3 separate regions of the Mus musculus genome follow, and regions 2 and 3 are each linked to region 1. Evidence: chromatin contacts called from public HiChIP or PLAC-seq data. All regions are on one chromosome and are shown on one strand. Each heading gives the region's core, a stretch centred on a gene start, on an enhancer-like site or on the middle of the called end of the contact. The rest is flanking DNA. Distances are from core to core; before and after follow the strand shown. Region 1 holds the start of Ptpmt1 (protein tyrosine phosphatase, mitochondrial 1). Region 2 has its middle 24 kb from the start of Mtch2. Region 3 overlaps Celf1 (CUGBP, Elav-like family member 1).

Region 1 (4,312 bases), core at 1,025-3,524:
GAACTTGCTACTTTAGCAAGGCTGCCAGAAGGTCCTTAGGCATCCTGGAGATTTGGAGATTTCTTTGCTCTAGGCTAGTGCCATCTTACAAAGGCAGCAACTCACATGTCAAGCGTTGTCTGTGGCTTTGGTGGCCTCTCCGTTTATACAGTTGATCACATTAGTGAGTATTAACTCTGACAGCTAATGACCCCCTTGAGACCTGTGACAATATTTTGGGAAATTCCGGGGACAGTCATGTTCTTTTGTTCTTTTTCTATAAAGGGCCCTATATACCCCAGGCTAGCCTCGAACTCGTGTGTGGCTCAGGATGAGCTTGGATGCCTGATCCTCTTGCTTCTGGGGTGTTGGGATGTCGGCCCTGTGCCACTACCATGCCTTGTTTGCCTTCTGCACTGAGCTTTGTGTATCCCAGGCAAGCAGTTTATCAACTGAAATCCATCCCCAGCCCACTCTGCAGATTCTCAATGATAACTATTAACATAGCATATATAATAAGGGGTGCTCTTCTTTTATAATTTTCTTTGGAGCAGGGGTTTCAAGACAGAATTTCATTATGTAGCTCTGGCTAACCTTGAATTTACTTTGTAGATCAGGCTGGCCTCAAACTCACAGAGATCTGCCTTCCTCTGTCTCCAGAGAGCTGGATTAAAAGTGTGCACCACTATGCCTGGCAGGAAGAGGGTACCCTTTTCTTATCTGTGATTTTGTTTTTAGACACAGGCTCATGTAGCCCAGGCTGGCCTCCACCTCACCACACACTGTGGCTGGTCTCAAGTTCTTGATCTTCCCACCTTCACTCACAAAGTGCTAACATAACAGGTATGAGCCACACTCTTAAAGAAATGCTTTTCTTACAGTTGGCCTTCGTCTCCAAAGCTACAATAACTAATTCAAACCTGATGCTAAAATATGTGTTGAAATGAATGAAATCAGCAAGGCACATTGTATTAGTCAGGGTTCTCTCGCTCCACTCCCTGAGCCAAGCATATTCAAACCACCACACACAAGTCACAATTTTAGTTACTGAGGTTAGTGACCAAAATCACAAATACAAAATGGGTGTATTAGCACATGCCTGTAATCTCAGTACTTGGAAAGTGGAGGCAGGAGAATCGGATCAGGACTTAAGACCCCTGTCTCAAAATAAACAAACAAAGGAAAAGTAGCATATACATGTACAATTCTGTGCATGAAGAACTGTACCCCCCGTCCCCATTTTGAAGCAGGACTTCCTTGTCCTGTGTCCTGACTGACCCAGAGCTCACTACATACAATACACCAAGCTGGCCTGGAACAACTTCTTGCCTTAAGGGGGCTGAAATTCCAGGAGTGAGCCACCCACAGCGGGTTAGCTCGCTCTTTTTAGACAATGGCCAGGACACATTGAACTCCTGGGCTCAAAAGATCCTGCCTCTGCCACCTGAGTCTCCAGACTCGCAAGACTTCTTTCTGGCTTATCAGCTTCAGCGTCTTTCCACCTGCAGCCATTTGAGCTTGACCCACATACACAGAACTTGAGAAGGCAACTAGGTCTCCAACACTGGTCTCGGAGACAAGGTCACCCACGGCGTCCTTCCTCTTCCCCTAGCTTCTCCAGCTTTCCCAGGCCCGAGTGCTGGGCCAGCCAGGCCAGAGGGCCCGGGTCCTCACCTTCGAGGTGTTGCACAGGAATCGGGTCTCGTACTCCTCGTTCATAGTGATCACCCCGCGCACGTTCTCGTCCAGTACCAGCTGCCGAGGCAAAGAGGAGGCTCAGCGAGGGCCGCGGGGCGCCCGCAGAGGCCCTGGGCCCGCTCCCGGCCCGGCCCGGCCCGGCCCGGCGGTCTCTCACCCGGCGCGTCATGTTCTTCAGCGGCAGCGCGCCCAGCAGAACCGTGTGGTCGATGCGGTGGTACCAGTCGCGGTGCGCCGGGCCGCGCACCCTCCCCCGGACACTGTGTAGAGCAGCGTCGGGTAGAAGAGCACCCGGGCCAGGCCGGCCTCCAGCCACGCGGAGGCCGCCATCCCGCCCCACCCCGCCAGGCGCAGTGGCGAGGCGCCCCACCCCGCCAGGCGCAGCGGCCAGCCACCGGCCCCGGGGCTCGCGACCAGCCACCGCGAGAAGGACGCGGAGGACGAGAGCTGAGGGCCACCTGATGCCTCCCGACTCTTCGAAGCTGAGTCCCCGGAGTCCCGGCCCTGCCCGAGGGATCCCGGAACAGGAGCCATGGCTCCAAAGGAGAGGCGCCGCGAGGCGCGGCGAGGGGTCGGGTGGAGGGAGTGGAATGGCAAGATCGGGTGAAACTGTGACCCTGCCTAAGGAGCAGGGCCGGCTCTCCAACCCCTGACCTTAGGGAGGGGCCGTGACCCCGGAGTGCACCCATCACTAAGGAGGAGGCTCAGCAGAGAGGCTCCTCTAAACAGGGAAGGCCCTGGAGAAGCCGAGTCTGCCTGTAAAAAAAGCGGTGGTTGTCAGCTGCTCTTGGGGGAGCAGGGAACCTGAACTTGAACCTAGGTGGTGGTCTACTGCCCTGTGTCTGTCTGTCTGTGTCTGTCTCTCTGTCTCTCTGTCTTTCCCCGCCCCCCCCCCTCTCCTTTTTTAAAACCAGGTCACACTATGAAGCCCTAAATGTCTTCTACTGGCTATGTAGCTAGCTCCAGGACACACAAAGGAACCCTGTCTCAAAAAAAAAAAAAAAAAAAAAAAAGTGTGTGTGTTGGGTGCTTTGCCTGCCTGTATGACATCACCTGGGTGCAAAGTCCAAGGAGTCCAAAGAGGATGTTGGAACCCATGGGACTGGAGCGTGACTCGGAGAGAAAGCTGGAGAATGCTGGAAATCAAACCAGGGTTCCCTGGAAGAGTAGCCAGTGCTCTTAACTGCTTAAATATTTCTCCAGCCACAAGAAAATACTCTTAACCTGTATCTGCTGCTTTTCCCCTCCTTTTTGGTTTTGATTTGGGGTGATTTGTTTGTTCGTTTTTCAAGATAGGGTTTCTTTGTGTAGCCCTGGCTGTCTTGGAACTCTCTTGTAGACCAGGCAGCCCTTGAACTCAGAGATTCACCTGTCCCTGCCTCCTGAGTTCTGGGATTAAAGACATGTGCTACCACTGTCTGTCATCTTTTTCCTCCTTTTAAAAAAGAGATATATTTTATTCTTATCAAAGAAATACTCGTAATAATACCCAAGAAGGAAAGAGTAGGTTGAGAGGAGTTTGGAGGGTGGGGATGAATTTTATCAAAGTGCATTAATACATGTATGAGATCCTCAAAGAATTAACAAGTATTAAATTTAAAATGGAACGTGTAGAGCTGGAGAGATGGCTCAGAGGGTAAGAGCACCAACTGTTCTTCCATAGGTCCTGAGTTCAATTCCTAACAACCACATGGTAGCTCACATCCATCTGTAATGGGATCTGATGCCCTCTTCTAGTGTGTCTGACAGCTACAGTGTACTCACATACATAAAATAAATAAATCTTAAAAAAAAAAAAAGGTAAGGAAAAATAGCCCATTTACTTTAAATCGATAAGTGAAGCAGACATGCCATTTTCAGTGTGGGGATTGGAAAGTATAGTAAGAATTGAGTCTGCCATCATGGTGACACACCCCTTAATCCCAGCACTCAGGAGGCAGAGGCAGGTTGATCTCTGAGTTAAAAACCAGTCTGGTCTATATAGAGAGTTCCAGGCCAGATGTCTGTCTCAAAAAAATAAATGATCCAATAGTATTATTATATCTTTTTTGAGAGAGAGAGAGAGAGTGGCACAGGGGGGCCAAAAGAGGGTATTGGATCCCCTAGAATATCAGTTGCTGATATTGTAGCCTTCCATGTGGGTGCTGGGAACTAAACCCCACTTTTCTCCAAGAGCAGCAAGTGCTCTTAAGTGCTAAGCCATCTCTCTAGTAAATTGGACTGAAACACATGACACTTGTTCTATGTCAGCCCTCCTGGAGCTGGGACCACCGGAGCTGGGACCACCGGAGCTGGGACCACCGGAGCTGGGACCACCGGAGCTGGGACCACCTGGAGCTGGGACCACCGTGTCTGACTTCTCTTCAGTGGCAACACCTTTTTCGTGCCATCCTGAGATATGGTTCATAACCCATAGGATCTACGTGCACCTGCTTTTAAATTTATTTTTGTGTGTTGGATCAGGGAGGATGCTTGGCAGAACATAACTTGAAGGAGTCTGTTCTCTTCTACCATGTGGGTTCCAAGGATGGAACTCAGGTTGTCAGTGTTGGTAGCAAGCACCTTGTTCCCCCTGAGACTTCCTGTCAGCCCTGATTTACCCTTTAATATATACAATTCAGTGAGTATTAATATA
Region 2 (4,312 bases), core at 1,071-3,570, 95 kb before region 1:
AGCATTTAACTGGGGCTGGCTTACAGTTCAGAGGTTCAATCCTTTGTCGTCATGGCAGGAAGCATGCCAGCATGCAGGCAGACATGGTGCTGGAGAGGAACTGAGAGTTCTACATGTAAATCCATGGAGAGTGGGGGGTGGCAAAAGCTGTAGGCCTGGCTTGGGCTTCTGAAACTGCAAAGCCCAACCCAAGTGATGCACTTCCTCCACCAACAAGGCCACATCTACTCCAAAAAGGCCATATCTTCTAATGTTACTCCCTAAGCATTCAAATACATGAGCCTATGAGGGCCACCATGCCTGTCTACCCAAGATGGGGTTTTCCCACTAATTCTGTCAGTTGTAAGAATGCGTGGAGCCGTGAGTGACTTCTGAACTGTGCTAAGTACAACAGCACATAACCACTGTTCCTGGCCCTGTGCTTAGGTAGCAAACACAAACTAGCACACACAGGCCAGCCAGACATCTTGCACTGTGGTTCAGGCATTCCCAGCTCGGAATTCAGAACACCTGGATCTGATGCCCTCTTCTGGTATATGAAGACAGCTACGGTGTACTCATATAAATAAATAAATCTTAAAAAAAAAAAAAAAAAGAGGTGCTGGTGAGAAGGCTCAGCGGTTAAGAGCGCCGACTGCTCTTCCAAAGGTCCTGAGTTCAAATCCCAGCAACCACCTGTTGGCTCACAACCATCCGTAACAAAAATCTGATGCCCTCTTCTGGAGTGTCTGAAGACAGCTACAGTATACACACATATAATAAATAAATAAATAAATAAACAAACAAACAAACAAATAGATAAATCTTTTAAAAAGAGAGAGAGAAAGAGAGCGATCATAGCCACACTCCCATCCCATCATGTGTGCAAATCCACTCTCACACACAGACACATAGAACAAATGCATAGCAAGTAAAGACCCAGAGCAATTGGGTAGCTCCCTTCCCAACCTGGAGGGTTTGGTTTGGTTTGTTTGTTTGTTTGTTTTTCGAGACATGGTTTCTCTGTATAGCCCTGGCTGTCCTGGAACTCACTCTGTAGACCAGGCTGGCCTCGAACTCAGAAATCCGCCTGCCTCTGCCTCCCAAGTGCTGGGACTAAAGGCGTGTGCCACCACTGCCCGGCTGTTTTTGTTTGTTTTATTTTGCTTTTTTGTTTGTTTGTTGGAGACAGGATCTCATTATATACTTCTCTGGCTTGAAACTCACACATAGACTAAGCTGGCCTTGAACTCAGAGAGAGTGCCAGTGTAGGGCTTCCAGGAGCTGTGGCTAGAGGTACGTTGCCATGACCAGCATCTAACCTATTCTTTTGAGGAAGGGCTTCTCCTTGAATGTGAGGCTCACATTTTCTCTGCTTGCCCTATCAAATGTCATCTCTCTACCCTTTGCTGGTCTGGAATTACAGGTGTGTACAGAATATCTGGTTTGTTGCCGGTCCTGGGATCTGAACTCTGGTCCTTATGATCTCAAAGCAAGCACTCAACAGCAAAGCCATCTCTCTATTCCATCCTTGAACTTCTGACCCTCCTGCCTCTTCTGCTGGGATTATAGGCATGTATCACCAAGCAGGGTTTATCTGATGCTAGAGATTGAGTTTAGGCCTCATGCATGCTAGGCAAAGGACACCTACTCAACTGTTTTAATTACTGTTCCATGATGAAAGCAGCTTAGAAAAGAAAGGATTGGGGCTGGTGAGATGGCTCAGTGGGTAAGAGCACCCGACTGCTCTTCCAAAGGTCAGGAGTTCAAATCCCAGCAACCACATGGTGGCTCACAACCATCCCTAACGAGGTCTGACTCCCTCTTCTGGAGTGTCTGAGGACAGCTACAGTGTACTTACATATAATAAATAAATAAATAAATAAATAAATAAATAAATAAATAAAAGAAAAGAAAGGATTTACTTGGGGCTCGCTTACAGTTTCAGAGGGTTAGTCTATGACCAGCATGGCAGCAGGCAGGCAAGCATTACACTGGTGCAGTAGTTGAAAGCTTTCATTGAATCCACAAGCCTGAGGGAGAAAGAAATGAAGACTGGGCCTGGTGTGGGATTTTGAAACCCCAAAGCTCACCTCAAGTGACACACATCCTCCAACAAAGGCGTATCTCCTATTTTTTCATTACCCTCTCCATCAGACATTCAAATCTATGAGCCCACAGAGGTCATTCTCATTCAAACCACCACAGCAACTAAGGTATATCTCCGGCTCCCTTTTGTTATTGTTCATTTGCTTGAAAAAAGGCCTAGGCTGACCTTGAACTCCTGATTCTTCTGTCTCCATCTCTTGATTTCTGGGATTGCAGGTCTGTGCCACTGGGTTGGGCTGTCTTCCTGAGATTTAAAGTGAAGTTACTACAGGGGCTGGAGAGATGACTCAGTGAATTAGAGCACAGAGGACTGTGGCTCAATTCCCTGCACCTATGTGGTAGCTCACAATTAGCTGTAATTTCAAATCTTTAGGATCTGTACACATGTATACATACATACATACATACATACATACATACATACATACATGCAAACCACACAGACACAAAATGAAAATAAAAAAATAGATCTTTAAAGTGAAGAGACTGCAGGTGGAACTTTGCTGAGAGTCCCTTGGTCTCAGTGAAACCTCACTCATTTGATCACTGCTCTTTGCTGTTAGTTATATATTGCACAAGGGTGCTATAGAAAGTGTCCTTCTGCAGCCTAGGCCACAAAGGTTTCCCTGGTCAGTCTTTTCAGTCCTTGGTTGTAGCCAGGTCTCTTTGTTTGCTTTGAGTACAGATCCGTTCAACCAGGTTTAGCATAACCTATCTCACTTCATGACCACCCAAACTGACTATCCCTAGAGCATTGTATCCATCAGTCAGAGGTCACTTCAGCAAGCCCGCCCAAGCCCTAGTCACTCCCCTTTCTGCTCCATCCTGCTGAACTCCATGGCCTTGACGTCAATCACTCTCTTGCCAGCACTCCAGCATCCTTGCCCTCTGTCTTCCTACCACCTCCATCTGGTAGTTCCCCAACTTTGGCTCAGCCATCCATCCCAGCCATCTGTCTTCTCTGTGCCTATCCTATCCTGCCAAGAAGGCTGCAGGAAAACACGCCTTCGGGCCACTACAGATGCATTGCTTGCTGCTCTGAAACGTACCCTCTGCTTCCGGGTGCTCCAGCACCCTCAGCTTTCACATCTCCCACTTTGCTTCAAGCCTCCTACCCCCAATAGGACGCCATCTTCCTCAGCAGTGCTGGGTGACCAGAGTAGGAGGAAGATTCAGACAAATTCTAAACTTTCTTTGTTAAGTTTGTGTTTCATGATGGTGAAATGGTTGAGAAACATTTTAGCCAGGTGTGCTGGCTCACACCTTTAGTCCCAGCACTTGGGAGGCAGAAGCAGTTGTATTTCTGAGTTCAAGGCCAGCCTGGTCTACAGAGGGCATTCCAGGAAAGCCAAGACTACACAGAGAAACCTGTCTAGAGTAAAACAGAATAAAAAAGTATTTTACTTTATTAAATTATATTGAAGAGTAAAAATTTATAATTTTAGGTCTTATAGTATTGTAGTATCTAAGTTCAAGAAATTCAGGGCTAAATGTTATGAATAATAGACCCAGGCGGGTCCAGGCACAGCCAGACCCACCCTGTAGCTGGGAACGTCCGGCCATAAAAGATAAAGAAAAGAATGCAGGAACTGACCAGGGCCATCAAAGCCAACTAAATGGCCATCTGGCAGGATAGCACCTCCCGGGCGGCGTCTCCCTCTAGCCCACCATAAATCATACATTAACCAGGTGTCCTGCTGACCTCGATAAGTCCCAGGCCCTTGTGCCTCCCTACGCCTTAGCTGGCACATACTACCATGTTAACTTATAATCTCCCCGCTGATGTTTGAATAAGCCAATCATGTGTAACCACGCCAATTCTTTCTACTCCTCCCTTTTGGTTTATGATTTTTGCCTTTATAAGCCTGTAAAAAGTTCAGGCTGGGGTCGAACTCCTCTGCCCCCTGCATGAGTCTTGACCCCAGTATGCTGGTTTGAGCACTCCTTCGTTGTTTGTGTGCCATTAAAACCTTGTGTGGTTACAACAAGTTTGGTCTCAGCGTCTCACTGGGTGTGCGCCTTCCCGAGGCTTAAGTAAGGGTCTCCCTCCGGGGGTCCTTCAATATGACTAGATTATTGTTATATAACTGAACAAATAAATAGATGAGTTGATAATAAGACCAGGATATTTACTTTGGAAGTAAAAAAAAGTATGGAGGGGGGCGAAAAACCACACTTTGAGAATGTGTTGGAATTGAAAGTACCAGTGACCTGATTTCTCTGC
Region 3 (4,312 bases), core at 1,033-3,532, 72 kb after region 1:
CTGGCTTTACTGCTTTGAGTGGGTATGCAATAGTTAAATAATCCTTTGGGAATTAAATATTTTGTTATTGTTTTTGTTTTTATTTACTTACTTTTTATTTTTTTTGAGACAGGGTCTTGTGTAACCCAGGCTGGTCTGGAACTCCCTCTATAGCCGAAGATGACCTTGAACTCCTGATCCTTCTGCTTCTACTTCTTGGGTGCTGGGATTGCAGGCATGAGCCACAAAGCTCAGTTTGCCAGACATAGAACCCAGGGCTTTTGTGTATATTAGGAAAACACTGTCATCCTCAGACCTGATTGCTATTTTTTGAGATAGTTTCCCTATATAGCTCGACTGGCCTCATGATCCTCTGTCACATCTGCTGAGGTGCTATGTTTGTATACAAGTGTAACTATACCCCACTACACTAGTTTTTAACTATTATATATTCTTAAGCTCTTGTCACAGAGAACACTGGTAGTTATGAATATTACTTAGTATTACATGTAGTGTATTTTGCATTCATACAGTATATTATGAAGATAATTCTGAACTTTCATTTTCTTCTATCTTCTTGCTAATTGAAATACAATTCAGCATGTAATTTCAATAATATTAGCATATCCTCATCATTAAAAAAACAATCAGTAAAACAAAATTATATCATTTTTGATAGGCAGTTTGCTCAAATAAATTGTGGTTGCAGGAATGCTAGCTAGGCAAAATGTTAACCTGACCCTGAGTTGGGGCTATAGGGAACCTGAGTTCTGGACTTGGTAGAGAAGGATCCCATTTACAGCCTCCACTTCTACATCAGACCTCAGTTGTGTATTATTTGTTATTTTAATCAGTGTCCTTGGTTTTATCCACTTTACTAAGTTCAAAATACCCTGAAACATCAAGTAAATGCACCTTTATTGAAAACCAAGAGTGTTAAGTGGGAGAACGTTCCCTAGGTGGGAATCTTTAAAGTTTGGCCTCTCTGTTCAAATCACACAGGACAGGTGTGAGTAATAGCAAATGTTTTGTGAGATAGTTTTGAGAGCTTTGAAGTTAGCCACATTACTCTGTTAAAATGGTTTGTATGCCTTCTCTGTAGTCCTCCAGATAGTAATTTAAATTTGCTTTTTAAAAATGACAGTTCTTTGCTACCAAATATTTTTAGCAATAGTTAAAAGGATGATTTACAGTGTTATCAAGATTTAGCACACGAAGTGTGCCTGTATCTCAGAATATATGATGGCTAAGATTGGAGTTTGTGGCTCAGATTGTCTTTGTGTTCTAAGCAGTTTCCTTCTGTGTAGCTGTTGCCTTTGTTGAGCCTCCTAGTGTGTTCCTCCTCCCTCCTTTGGCCTTTTCTTTTTGTGCTAGAAATCAGCTCACTGAGCAGACAAACGTTCTGAGGTCACTCCAGCCAGACGGCCTCTCCTCCCTCCCCTTTTTTTCCTTCTCTACTTTCTACATAAAGGGTCTCATGTATCCCAGGCTGGCCTCTTAAATCGATGTGACTGTCATTTGCTTCTACTTCCAGCTTATATAAAATTTATGCTGGGATTCAAACTTGGGGTTTCCAAGCACTCTACCTATTGAGCTACCAACCTCAGCCCAGTTCCTTTAGTTGTCTAAGATGTTAAACTAACCCACGATTCTATCTATGACATCTGTGACAGAACCATTGCATGGACATCACTGGGAATTTTAAAATCCGGGTTAATTTTTATGTTAAAGTAAGGTTCAAGACTGTATTTTAAGTATAATGTGTAGTTTTTAAATGTACATTGAAGTTTGAAATAAATGGATTTACTGTGGGTATTTTGAATTAGCCAGAGGTTGTCATGTCTAATATCCAAAATTATTTGCATCTGTTTTTGTGGTCTGTCTTCAGCAAAGCTTTATAAGGCTAACTGCTTTGGTTTTTGCCCCTATTCTACAGACGAGGAGCTCAGTTGAGAGAGGTCAGGACTTGCTTGCTGAAGACAAATGATGTCAATCTTGAACACAACACTCTTTTTTGGAGGGGGTGGTTAGATCAGGTATCAGTGAGTAGCATATACTTCATGTCACTAGATCCCACTCCCATATGAATGGTACATATGATAGAATGGAACTTATAAAGAAGGGTGTGTGACTAAAATTATTTTGTCTAGGAATGTGATTGATCAGTATATCATTTTTCAAAAACAAAATTTTTTTTAGCAACACAGAAGTGATGAAAGAGTCCCAAAAGCCTCAGGGAGGCCAGATACCCTGTTTCCTGTTCTGCTCATGTCTCTCTGCTTCTTCCCTTTGGTCATGGTGAAATCTCCCGGTAGCTCTTTTCATTTGCTTACACTTCAAGAAACGGAGTTCAAAGAGCCCTGAGCCTCTGGCTCTCTCACTGATTAATCTCTTTTCTTAGCTTCTATGTTTCTCAGGACTCTCTACATTCTTTAACTGCCCTCAGTCCCCTAACTTGATTCTAAACCTGTCTATTAGATATCTTTGTTTGATGTCTTCCTTACAGAAAAACAATTTCCCAAATTGTGTACATTAGAATCCATGACTCCATTTTTTTCCCTCACCCAGAGTTCCTAAAGCTCCTCGTCCTACTGAATCATGATGTAAAGGTGAGAATGGCAGCACCTTTATAGAGATTCCCCCTGGTTTCCATAGTCTCTCTCCACCCTAATTTATTTCTTCTAAATTATTCCCAGGATTTTTCTTTTGATATATGTATGCGTGCACACATTTGGAAGTGGGGTGTGCAAGGCCCACTTTGTAGCCCAGGTTGTCCTGAAATTCACTATGTAGACACGGCTAGCCTTGAACTCATATGTACCTACCTGCCTGCCTGCCTGCCTCTGCCTCAGGAGTGCTGTCATTAAAGGCTTGCACTGCCGTGCCTGGCTCATTTTGTTTCTATTTTTGAGACTGTCAGCTTAAGCCCAGGTTGGTCTTAAGCTCATGATGCACTCACCTTGACTTGCCAGGTCCTGGGGTTACAGTTGTGCACAGTTTCAGCTGGCTTGCCAAGGACTTTTTTTTAAAAGAAAAGTCTGATCATTTTCTTAATTCTTAATTAAGACTTAGGATAGCAGAGAATGGTCGTACATATCTGTAATCCTAGCAGTTGGAAGCTAAAGACTAGAGAGAGAAATGGGAGTTCAGAATAATTCTCAGCAACATAGGGAGTCCAAGGCCTGCCTATATATGTGTAACTCTGTCTTAAAAGCAAAAGGAAGGGAAGACAAAGGATTTCTTAGATTGAAATAAACACCAAGCTCTTTGTGTATCACAGAAAATTCATCTTCTGAGTCTGTCAAAGTTACCTCTTTATCTATCTTGGTTCCTAATCATTTCACTTCCTTCTGGTCTATTAACTCTCCCCCCCCCCCAGACAGGGTTTCTCTGTAGTCCTGGCTGTCCTGGAACTCACTTTGTAGACCAAGCTGGCTTCGAACTCAGAAATCCGCCTGTCTCTGCCTCCCGAGTGCTGGGACTAAAGGCATGCGCCACCACGCCTGGCTGGTCTATTAATTTCTGTTCTCTAACTCCCATGTGCATTTTCTTTCTTTCTAAAGTTCGCTATTCTTTTCTCTGTCCTTCATGGCTCTTAGGTGTTCAGTCCTATATGCCATGTATCATTTCTCCTAGTTCATCTCAAATCCTTGGCCTATGCCCCTTTTCCAAATCAAGCCATGTCATTAGCCACATCTTCTGTTTTGTTTTTGGTTTTGTTTTGTTTTGAGACAGTATCTCATAAGGTAGATACTGGCCTGGAACTCACAGAGGTCTGCCTCCTGCTTTGATAGTGCTGGAATTGAAGGTATGCTTAGCCACCATACCAAGTAACACAGAATTTTTATATTTGCTAAATAATTTGTTGAGTGTAGTGTTTTCACTTGTTTAGTATTACTTTCTGAGGCAGATTGTTGCTCAGTCTTTCATAGAACCATATGATGGTGGTGTTGGTATTCTGACACCATAGTAAGAACGTGTTTGTTTGTTTGTTTGTTTTTGTTTTTGTTTTGTTTTTGAGGGTGGCAGCTAGAGGGAGATCTTACAAAATCAAAACCTTGACATTTTCTCCAAACTTGAGGGAAGAAGAGGTCTGCTTCTAAATTATATTTAGTATCTAGTGACAGGTCTCCCTTTATCCAAACTAAAATTATTTCCATACATCATATACATTTTCTGTCTTGTTCTCACAAGAAAAATACCTGGTCAGCAACACAGACTCCTTTTTCTGAGCCCTTTAAATTTACATGAATTCTCTTTCTACCTTCCTTTCCATAGCACAGTATATGCTAGGGACTTGTTGAAACTGGGAGGTAGCTAACTTTATGTGAAT

What was found. HiChIP or PLAC-seq counts read pairs in DNA pulled down with a chosen protein or histone mark.
Region 2: an H3K4me3 HiChIP or PLAC-seq map of embryonic stem cells shows a contact between it and region 1, with 16 read pairs. The contact joins the enhancer-like site here to the promoter of Ptpmt1 in region 1. A contact is called at or near these places in 1 of 39 promoter capture datasets (the HPC-7 cell line), 3 of 115 datasets of contacts at active chromatin or transcription factors (the SCID.adh cell line and embryonic stem cells) and 3 of 9 other capture datasets (adipose tissue, liver and pancreatic islet).
Region 3: a contact with region 1 is called in an H3K4me3 HiChIP or PLAC-seq map of bone marrow-derived macrophages, with 4 times the contacts expected there. The contact joins the enhancer-like site here to the promoter of Ptpmt1 in region 1. A contact is called at or near these places in 10 of 39 promoter capture datasets (the C10 cell line, the HPC-7 cell line, Sertoli cells and 5 more), 1 of 15 datasets of contacts at CTCF or cohesin (CD8 T cells), 18 of 484 Hi-C or Micro-C datasets (the AML12 cell line, CD4 T cells, the G1E-ER4 cell line and 14 more), 12 of 115 datasets of contacts at active chromatin or transcription factors (the SCID.adh cell line, bone marrow-derived macrophages, embryonic forebrain and 7 more) and 4 of 9 other capture datasets (adipose tissue, liver, macrophages and 1 more).

What each region holds. Positions count from the first base shown.
Region 1 is chr2:90,915,776-90,920,087 of GRCm38.p6, forward strand. It overlaps Ptpmt1 (protein tyrosine phosphatase, mitochondrial 1), which reads right to left and starts at 2,275. Exons shown (of 5, transcript NM_025576.2): 1 at 1,937-2,275; 2 at 1,835-1,934; 3 at 1,654-1,734. The coding sequence starts at 2,211.
Region 2 is chr2:90,820,986-90,825,297 of GRCm38.p6, forward strand. It overlaps a transcript of Agbl2 not described here. Among named protein-coding and RNA genes, the nearest start is that of Mtch2, 24 kb to the right of the region's middle. Within about 2 kb of position 2,321, at least 15 of the 459 cell types and tissues checked have an H3K27ac peak or open chromatin away from gene starts, as enhancers often do. A contact at or near this core is called in embryonic stem cells, where this site is marked.
Region 3 is chr2:90,988,104-90,992,415 of GRCm38.p6, forward strand. The region is part of intron 1 of Celf1 (CUGBP, Elav-like family member 1); the gene reads left to right. Among named protein-coding and RNA genes, the nearest start is that of Gm13777, 41 kb to the right of the region's middle. Within about 2 kb of position 2,283, at least 7 of the 459 cell types and tissues checked have an H3K27ac peak or open chromatin away from gene starts, as enhancers often do. A contact at or near this core is called in bone marrow-derived macrophages, where this site is marked.